Regions from separate parts of the Canis lupus genome. Here region 1 is linked to region 2. Evidence: chromatin contacts called from public Hi-C data. All regions are on one chromosome and are shown on one strand. The core of a region is the stretch at or near the end of the contact, and the rest is flanking DNA. Distances in the headings are between cores, read along the strand shown. Region 1 overlaps EGFLAM (pikachurin). Region 2 has its middle 20 kb from the start of LIFR.

The links. A called contact is a pair of places that touch in the nucleus more often than the background predicts.
Region 1: a Hi-C map of amygdala shows a contact between it and region 2, with 2.7 times the contacts expected there. The contact joins two enhancer-like sites. A contact is called at or near these places in 4 of 9 Hi-C or Micro-C datasets (amygdala, blood, liver and 1 more).

Annotation. Positions count from the first base shown.
Region 1 is chr4:71,320,885-71,325,415 of UU_Cfam_GSD_1.0, reverse strand. EGFLAM (pikachurin) reads left to right here. Exons shown (of 23, transcript XM_038535273.1): 19 at 1,180-1,258. Among named protein-coding and RNA genes, the nearest start is that of LIFR, 77 kb to the right of the region's middle. Within about 2 kb of position 1,680, at least 3 of the 20 cell types and tissues checked have an H3K27ac peak or open chromatin away from gene starts, as enhancers often do.
Region 2 is chr4:71,223,360-71,227,332 of UU_Cfam_GSD_1.0, reverse strand. No RefSeq gene overlaps it. Among named protein-coding and RNA genes, the nearest start is that of LIFR, 20 kb to the left of the region's middle. Within about 2 kb of position 1,807, at least 5 of the 20 cell types and tissues checked have an H3K27ac peak or open chromatin away from gene starts, as enhancers often do.

The DNA.
Region 1 (4,531 bases), core at 431-2,930, 98 kb before region 2:
TACATAAAGATTTTGGGAACCTGCCATGGGTGACCTGCTAACAGAGGAAGTTATACTTGCGGTCACTGGGTTTCGGGTTTGCTGTTGCCTCTCTCCTTCCTCTCTGTCTCTCTCTTTCTCTTTTCATGTTAGAAGTTAAGTTTAAACTCTCCAACTGTTCATATATCAAGTAGTTATACATTTTATGTCTTGGGTGTAGAGTCAGCTCCATGTCTCCTTTGCATCAACCACATATTTTTGTGAAACTCCTAACTGGTTTTATAAGGTGGCTTATTCTCTCTCGTTTTGCACATTTCTTTGAAAAGGATTCTTTTTACCTTAATTTCCTTAAACCGTCACTTCTGTGTCTTTTTAAAGAAGAGAAAGATATTGCTTTGGGGAAAAGGGTGATTCCTTGGGAAGGCAGAGGGGTGAGAAATTAGGAAGAAGGAAATATGGTTCTAAGATATTGGAAAATAAAAGGTGGGCTGAGGGCCAGAATTAAGAGCCTGTCTGGTTTAGGGTCTTTTACCCTCTTCTTAGCTGTATGATCTTAGTCAAATCCTTGATGATTCCTGTGCATTGTCTTCCTCTTATGTGAAATGGGAATAACCAACCCTCTTCCATATTCCCTGCTGCTTCACGAGAAGGTGGTGAAGACCCTGTAAAACAGGACATTGGAAGGCCATTTGTAAAAAATGGGTCAAAGCCTTATCCCGCCTACTTCACCAGTCCGTTGAGGTCATGGCTGAAGCAGTTGGAGTCCTGGGGCAGATTGGCTTCAGTTAAGGAAATCCTGGTGGGCTTTGTTTGGGGATTGTTTTCCCTGCCTCCCTAGGAGAACATCTAGGGCTATCCCCAGCTGTTCCCCATATGGCTCAAGACCTGCTCTTTGGCTTCCAAGAATAATTGGGCTCTGTTCAAGTTTCAACATACTGCAAGGACTTCTCAGGAGTGCCGAGGCCAATAACAGTGACAGCCAGCCCCAGGGAGGCGACCACAGGGAGACACCAACCCCAGGCCATGACAGGCAGCTCCGAACCTGGCCAAATGCATGTGTAGCCAAGAGGAAGAGGCTGACAAGTTGTTAAATGTCCCATTTCCAGGAGCTGGCTTCCTTTGTATTTTCCTGCCCTGTGGTTGAGGGCTGGGTCAAGAAAGCCATATACCATGTAACCTCCATTGTCTGTTCTATCACAGCCATCACAGAAGCCATCGAGATCCCGCAGTTTATCGGCCGCAGCTACCTGACATATGACAACCCAGATATCCTCAAGAGGTAATACGTTACAGCATGTACCTTCCTTATCTCTGCGGGGGTAGGTTTCTCAAAGTCTTTGCCAGGACTTTTCCTTATCTTACTTGCCAGAAGATAGTTCTCAAAGAAGGCCTTTTAGCCATGGCCTCAGGGAGAGAAGAAACACAAACTAGACATAGAAACTAGAATAAAACAAACAAAAAACAAACTAAACTTGAAAAATGCTGCCTTTCAAACAGCCCCATTACAAACAACCCAAACCCTTTCTGGTCAAAGGGCCTGGAGAGAGGAGCATGCTCAGCCCCAGGATTTCCAATATTGGGGTTTTGAGAAGCAGTGAGAACCTGACACTCCCGGAGCCAGGGCTATGAGTGTGATTCCCCAGGCAGGGCAGTTAGCTTCGTGCTGTTCCATGACCACAGTGTGCAGCTCTGCCTGGAGCTGGCAGCAGAAGTGCCCCGGTGTCCCTGCAAGCACTCGGTCCTCAAGTCCCTGTGCTACCTTCGGTCTTCCTCGCCGAAGATCCGCTCTTCTCTTCAGGCTCTGGCCAGTTCAGTGAGGGCTTCTCAGCTCTCCTCATATGGATGAACATGATACAAGGAGATGCCCACATCCCCGCCCTGGCTCTTCACGCCTGGTGGCAGCAGCTCCGGCCCAGCTCTGGAGTCCAAGCTCCTGATTTGGAATAGCATGTTTACCTGACGAGGAAAGGCTGGCCCTAGGCAAAGTCCTCGCACTAGTGAAGCTCATCTGTGGTGCTTTCAGTTTGCCTGTCTCTTTCTTTTTCCTCCTCTAATTCTTTGTAGTTTATAGGGTGCCGTCCTCCACCCTGTCACCAGCACCATCATTCTAGAATTATCCTTCCTCTTCAAGCTGACTGCATCTTAACAGACTATAAGGCAAAGCTTGAAGCTAAAGGCACCCAGTTCTTAGGGTAGAGTTTGGGAGCTTTTCAAGGGACAAAAATAGTCAAGAGACTTTCCTGGGGTCTTGGATGTAGCTGGTAACTCTGAACACACACCAGATAGACATGCTTGGTTTTGTTTGTTTGTTTGTTTGTTTGTTTAATTTCATGTTGTATTTATCTAGGTTGTTGTGACAGGGGGCCTTAGGCAAAATAGATTCCCAGCCCAGAGAGAGTTTCTCCCTTCTTAAGCCCTTTCTCCCAAAAGATGCAAGAGCATTCAATCCCCAGAAAACAAGGCATTGTGAAAGGGGCCCAAGTCTTTAGCCCTCTGAGGCTTAGTAAGAGGCATCAAGTGGCTGTGGGGAGTAGAGGGGTTTGGGGAGAATAGGGGGTGCAGGGCCCCAAACCAAAGCAATTATGTACGTGTGTGTATGCATGTAAGTCAACCTCAGGATCTGTTTCCATTGGATGCCTTTGGCTGCATGTAACAGAAAATTCAACTCAAAATGTCTTAAACGTGAAAGGTATTTATTATATCATGTAATAAGCAGTCCAGACGTAGACTGGTTCCTGAGTTGATTAATTCAGAGATTTAACTGTATCCTCAAACACCTAAGTCTCTTGCATCTTTCTGCCTTGTTAACCCCAGGTTATTCTCTGGGGGCACTCCTTTTTGTGGTTGTCTATAAGATGCTCATAAAATTGCTATAAATCAGGGCAATATCCAGGGGAAGTAAGAATTTCTTTTTCATGCAACTCTTTCTTAAAGGAAAAGAATCGTTCCTAGAATCCTTCTGATAAATTCCCTCTATCTCATTGGACAGTATTGGTCACATGCCCACCCCTAAACCAATCACTGCAAGAGGAATGGAACCATGATGGTTGGCTTATTCTAATCAATGCATCCAGAGCAAGTGAAGGAAAAAAAGGAACTCAGAGTAAAAGATGGAAAACAGCAGGTCTCTAGGGAGTAGGCCAGGGCTGGATTCTCTGCACCTGGCCTGGTGGCAAAGTCACCATTATGGACGCTGCTCCTCCCTGCCTCACTCTGAAGCCCTGCATGGGGAAGGTCAACGTGATCTCTTCCTGTCTAGGTCAGGCCCTGGGGAGCCTAGACAAAAGTCCCCTCCACTGTTCGCTATAGATCATCCCCGAGCTATGATGGTTCGACTTAACGATTTCACCATGACAATGGTGCAAAAGTGTGCATTCCATAGAAATCATAATTTGAATTTTTATCTTCTTCCAGGCTGATGATTATGATACGATCCTCTCTCACGGTGTTGGGCAGTAGCAATGGCTACAGCCACACCATCACAAGGGTGCCCTTACCACCATTCTGTTCCCGTAAACTTATTCTGTTTTTCACTTTCGGTATGGTACTCAATAAGTGACATGAGATAATCAACGCTTTACTATAAAATAGGCTTAGTTTTAGATGATTCTTCTCTAGTGTAGGCTAATGGAAATGTTCTGAGCACATTTAAGGTAGCCTGGGTTAAGCTACGATGTTCAGTAGGGTAGGTGTACTAAATGCATTCTTGACTTAGGATATTTTCAACTTATGATGGGTATATTGAGGTGTAACCCCACAATAAGTCGAAGAGGGTCTATAGTGAATATACAGTACAGCTCCTGAGCAGGTATATGAGACAGAGAGGGATGGTACAAGGGATAGGAAAATAGAAAAGGAGACTTTCCCAGTAGTGTCATATTAGGAACAATACTATATTAGGTTTAGCCTTATGTCACCTTTTATTTAAAGACTTCATGCTGGGGATCCCTGGGTGGCGCAGCGGTTTGGCGCCTGCCTTTGGCCCAGGGCGCGATCCTGGAGACACGGGATCGGGTCCCGCGTCGGGCTCCCGGTGCATGGAGCCTGCTTCTCCCTCTGCCTGTGTCTCTGCCTCTCTCTCTCACTGTGTGCCTATCATAAAAAAAAAAAAAAAAAAAAAAAAAGACTTCATGCTTGCTCTTCTCCTTATATTAGATGAAACCCTGGTAACCTTAGAGAGACTAGATTTCTCAACTATTCTGTACCTAAGAACTGATAAGAACATGTAAGCATGTGGTCCTATCACCAGCATGGCTGTGAGGGCAGGAACTGACCTGTCTGAGCACAGCTTCCTGTTCCTCTCCACCCTGCCTCCACTCCAACAGCTCTCAGGATCATTGTCCCAACAAGCCACCTTCCTTGTCTGACACTCGGCCCCCTGTCCAGTCACTCCTCCTCTTCCCTCAAGGACAGTCACTGCCAGAGTGGGTCATCCACAGCCATGATTATAGCCCAGAGAGCTGCCAACTTGAACCTCTTGGCAATTAAGAAACTCACTTTCTGTTGGGGAATGAGAAACACTATTCCAAGGCCCCTTGAGGATGGGACAGGG
Region 2 (3,973 bases), core at 558-3,057:
CACACACACACGCTTTCAGGAAATGATATCGCCTCCTTGTGGTCCGTCAGGATACTGCCACTTAGTAATAAAGCTAGATTCTCAATTACAGGCCCTTAGGATGATTCCAAGTCTTCTGTACCTTGCCCTACAAACCAGAAGAATGGGCAAAAGCCAAGATTTTTTTCTCACCTCTGTGCAAAATTCCATGAAAAATTCACCCACCAGAAGTTTTTCCTCACCTTTCCACACAAAACCATAAAACGGTATCTGAGAACCACCACCTTTGCACGCGTGAGTGACATTAGCAGCAACAACTAGTGAAAAAATATGTGCTGTAATTTTAGACAATGTTAAGACAAATTTGGAATTCCTGCATCTCTATAGTTCATAAAGGAAATATAAAGGAAGTAGTAAAAGTACTTTAACTCAAACATCGAAGCCGCTAAATCACCACAACCAGTTACATATAAAACAGATGCTGGGATCCCTGGGTGGCGCAGCGGTTTGGCGCCTGCCTTTGGCCCAGGGCGCGATCCTGGAGACCCGGGATCGAATCCCACGTCGGGCTCCCAGTGCATGGAGCCTGCTTCTCCCTCTGCCTGTGTCTCTGCCTCTCTCTCTCTCTGTGACTATCATGAATAAATAAATAAAATCTTTAAAAAAACAAAACAAAAACAGATGCTTACATGCTTCTGCTATACGAAGAACTTTTACTGCAGGGACAGTGACAAAGGACAAAGCTGACTTCACCTAGGCCTTAGAGGAGTCACAGAATCCATCCTTTACACAGTGTTTGAGCAGAGCTCATGAGAAAAAGTTGGAAGATAAACCTAGAGACAACTTATTGGGTTCTGGCATCAACCAATTAGAATATCAAATTAAAAAATTTAAAACCCTCATTCTGCAAGATGACAAAACTCCTAATATCAAACAGAAGTCAAAAAGTCACAGTCAAGAGAAAGATAACAAAGATTCTTATTAGACATCTGTAACAATTACTTGGCAAAAACCTCATTTCCCACGCTTTCAATTAATATAAAGGAACATGTATTTAGAATGACAAACAGATTAGAAGTTGGGAAGAGGAAATACCACAGTTCCTGATACTCCCTAAAATAGAACATGCACACATTCTTCCTGTGAGAATAAAAGTACCTGCATAAAGTACGTATATTTTATTTGCTCATTAGTCTGTCATTGGCCCCAAGGAATTAATGTATGTAGTATCCCTCCCTACCCCCCCCCCCCCCCCGCCAAAAAAAAAGGTATCTGAAAATTTAACACCGGCCGCTAACAAACCTACTGAAATCAAAGATGAAACCTCTGACTAAATTACTCAGAGATCACTATCATGTCCTGGAAAATTAGGTATGCTTTTAAGGCTTCATACTTTAATTTCATGGAAAAGCAATCAAATACAACCAACATAAAGCAATACTTTGAGAGGACGTGCATAACAGATTTGGTAACGTGAAGGGCCAGAGCCAAGATGGAAAGGTCCAGTAAGACTCCTGAATCTAAGTATTTTGACCAAAATCAAGCAGGATTATTTTTTTAACTCTCAGATTACTCATTAATTCAACAAATATTCACAGCCCACCCTGACTGAGGCTGCTCTTGGTGGTGAGAAAGGATGGGGAGCAATCAGATCCTCCCGCCCTTCTGGAGCTTCCAGCAGGTGGAGGACTGCCACCAGCCAGGCCTCTAGTCCCCGTCTGCAAACATTCCTTCGCACGTGCAGATACACAGGGCGCCCAGTGCAGCGCCTGCTCTCTCCTGCCTGCCACTTTCTCCATCTCCTCTCCATCTTAAACCCCAGCTGCAGAGACAGCCCTCTGTTCCTCAGGCAAGAGGCTCAGTCTCCCTGGAGGGCCTCTGCACTTGCTGTTCCCCCTGCCTGAGCCACTCTTCCTCCAAACATCTAAACACAGCCTTCCCTGCATCAACTCTCTGCTCAAACCTCTCCATCTGAGAGAGAGTTCCAGGACCACTCAATCAAAAACAATGGCCCCCATCCTGCCCCTCTTTACTACAGCAAGTCTTACTACTTTCCCAGTGCATATCACTCCCTGGTATTACCACCTTTATCGCTTCTCTGCTTTCTGTTCCTCTCCCCCAGGGAGAGGTGAAGCCACTATAGCAGGGTCCGTCTACTCTGTGCAATGCTATACTTGCAGTCCCTATAGAGTTCCCTGCAATGTAACAGATGCTCAAGATGCATTTTTCAGAAAAGCAAATATAGGCAGTATTAGCAGTTTTGTACTACAATGGCAGGTGACACATAATAAAGGGAAAACACCTTAAATGCTAAAAGAGTTAATCAGCTTAAAATTATGCTTAAAGGACTCTTGAAATACTCTAAAAAGATAAACGTAATGAACATATAAAGGTCATCACTGGCTAATATTCGACTTTTATAATGTATCAAGCTCAATTTCCAGGATTAGCATTACTTCTACAACTAACTGTGTTTTAAAAGCACTCTGAGATGTCGATTTTTAATTTAAAAGAGTCAAATATTTTCTGAAAGCATATCCCCCTTTAGGAGTTACTCATAACCTTCTCCTAAGCTGTACAATTTGCAACCATATTACATAACAACATTACAATGTAAGATATTGGAGATAATCAATGAAAGGCAGGCATTTTAGTGCCTAATGGTGAACAAAAACGGCCTTCATCTTCAATTTAATCAAAGGTACAAGCCTTTTCTCCATGTTCAAAAATATTTACTCTCAAGAATTTTTCTTACAGATTATTCTAAGAAGTTTCCATTTGCTCTTTAATTTCTCAAAACAAGGAAGGTGTTAATCAAGATATATGACTTTATTTACTGGCCATCATAGCTCAGGCTTCACCACGGAGACATCAAAGATCCTTATGGATCACTATGAAATTATACAAAGGCAGATGATACATATTGGAGAGAAGGGGCATTTGTTTCCTGGAATGTGAGGCAAAGAAGTAAGTTACTACTGCCTTCGGGCCTCTGGGAATAACTGAAATCCATTTAAAAACCTTAAAAACTAATGTTTTACGATAATTTTATAACAAAATATTAGAAACAACCTACATATATCTCAATAAAAAAGGTTAAATAAATTATGGTTCACCCTTGCTTGGAGTACTCTCAGCAGCTCTCCCAGAATGAGGCAGCTCTCTTCAGTACTGATAGAGAGACTGCCAAGATTCAGCACTCTAAGGGAAGGGCGGGGAGCTGGTGCAGAGCAGCATATACAATGTGTCCTCGTTTGTGGAAAGACAAATAAAAAGAACACATATGAAATGTTTATACTAGCATAAGCCATATCTGGAAAGATATAGACAAGGAACTAGTAACCCTGGTTCCTGGGGAGAACAAGGTGCTGTGTTTCAGAGAGGGGAGAGAGATACACTTCCCACTCCAGAGCTTTTTATATCTATTCAATCTCCTACAAGTGTGCACAGATCGCCTGTCCCACAAATTATTACAATACATTCTAATATCAGAATAATTTATACCATTGCCAACATATGGTTCAAGGATCATCTTCAAAAGTACAAGCTTTCAAAAATGACAAAAGTTGTTCGGTTCGGGAGCCTAGTTCCTGATCCTTAATTCCCAGAAGAGAATCCAAGTCTCCACTAATTAGAGAGGCACGCTTGTGATCTCACCTATTACAAAGCAAATAAGCCTCAATTCAATTCTTGGAAGGGAAATAGCTGCTAAGTTCACCTTGAAAGCATACTTCGCATTTAAATTGAGCTTGTTACTACCTAATGAAGCCTTCAAATTAACACAGTTTCCACCTGGCGGTAAAACAGAAAGTCAATGTAAAAAACAAGAGGAGAGTCTGGAGTTTCTGAAAACACTAAGGTTTCCCTTCTTCTGCCAGGCTTAGCCAAGGAATCCTCTGATATTAGTGAAATAGGATTTCAGATCTGTAGCAAAATAGTAATTTTAAGGGGAGGGGCAATCATCGTTTGCACTATACAAACGCCTTATTTAATT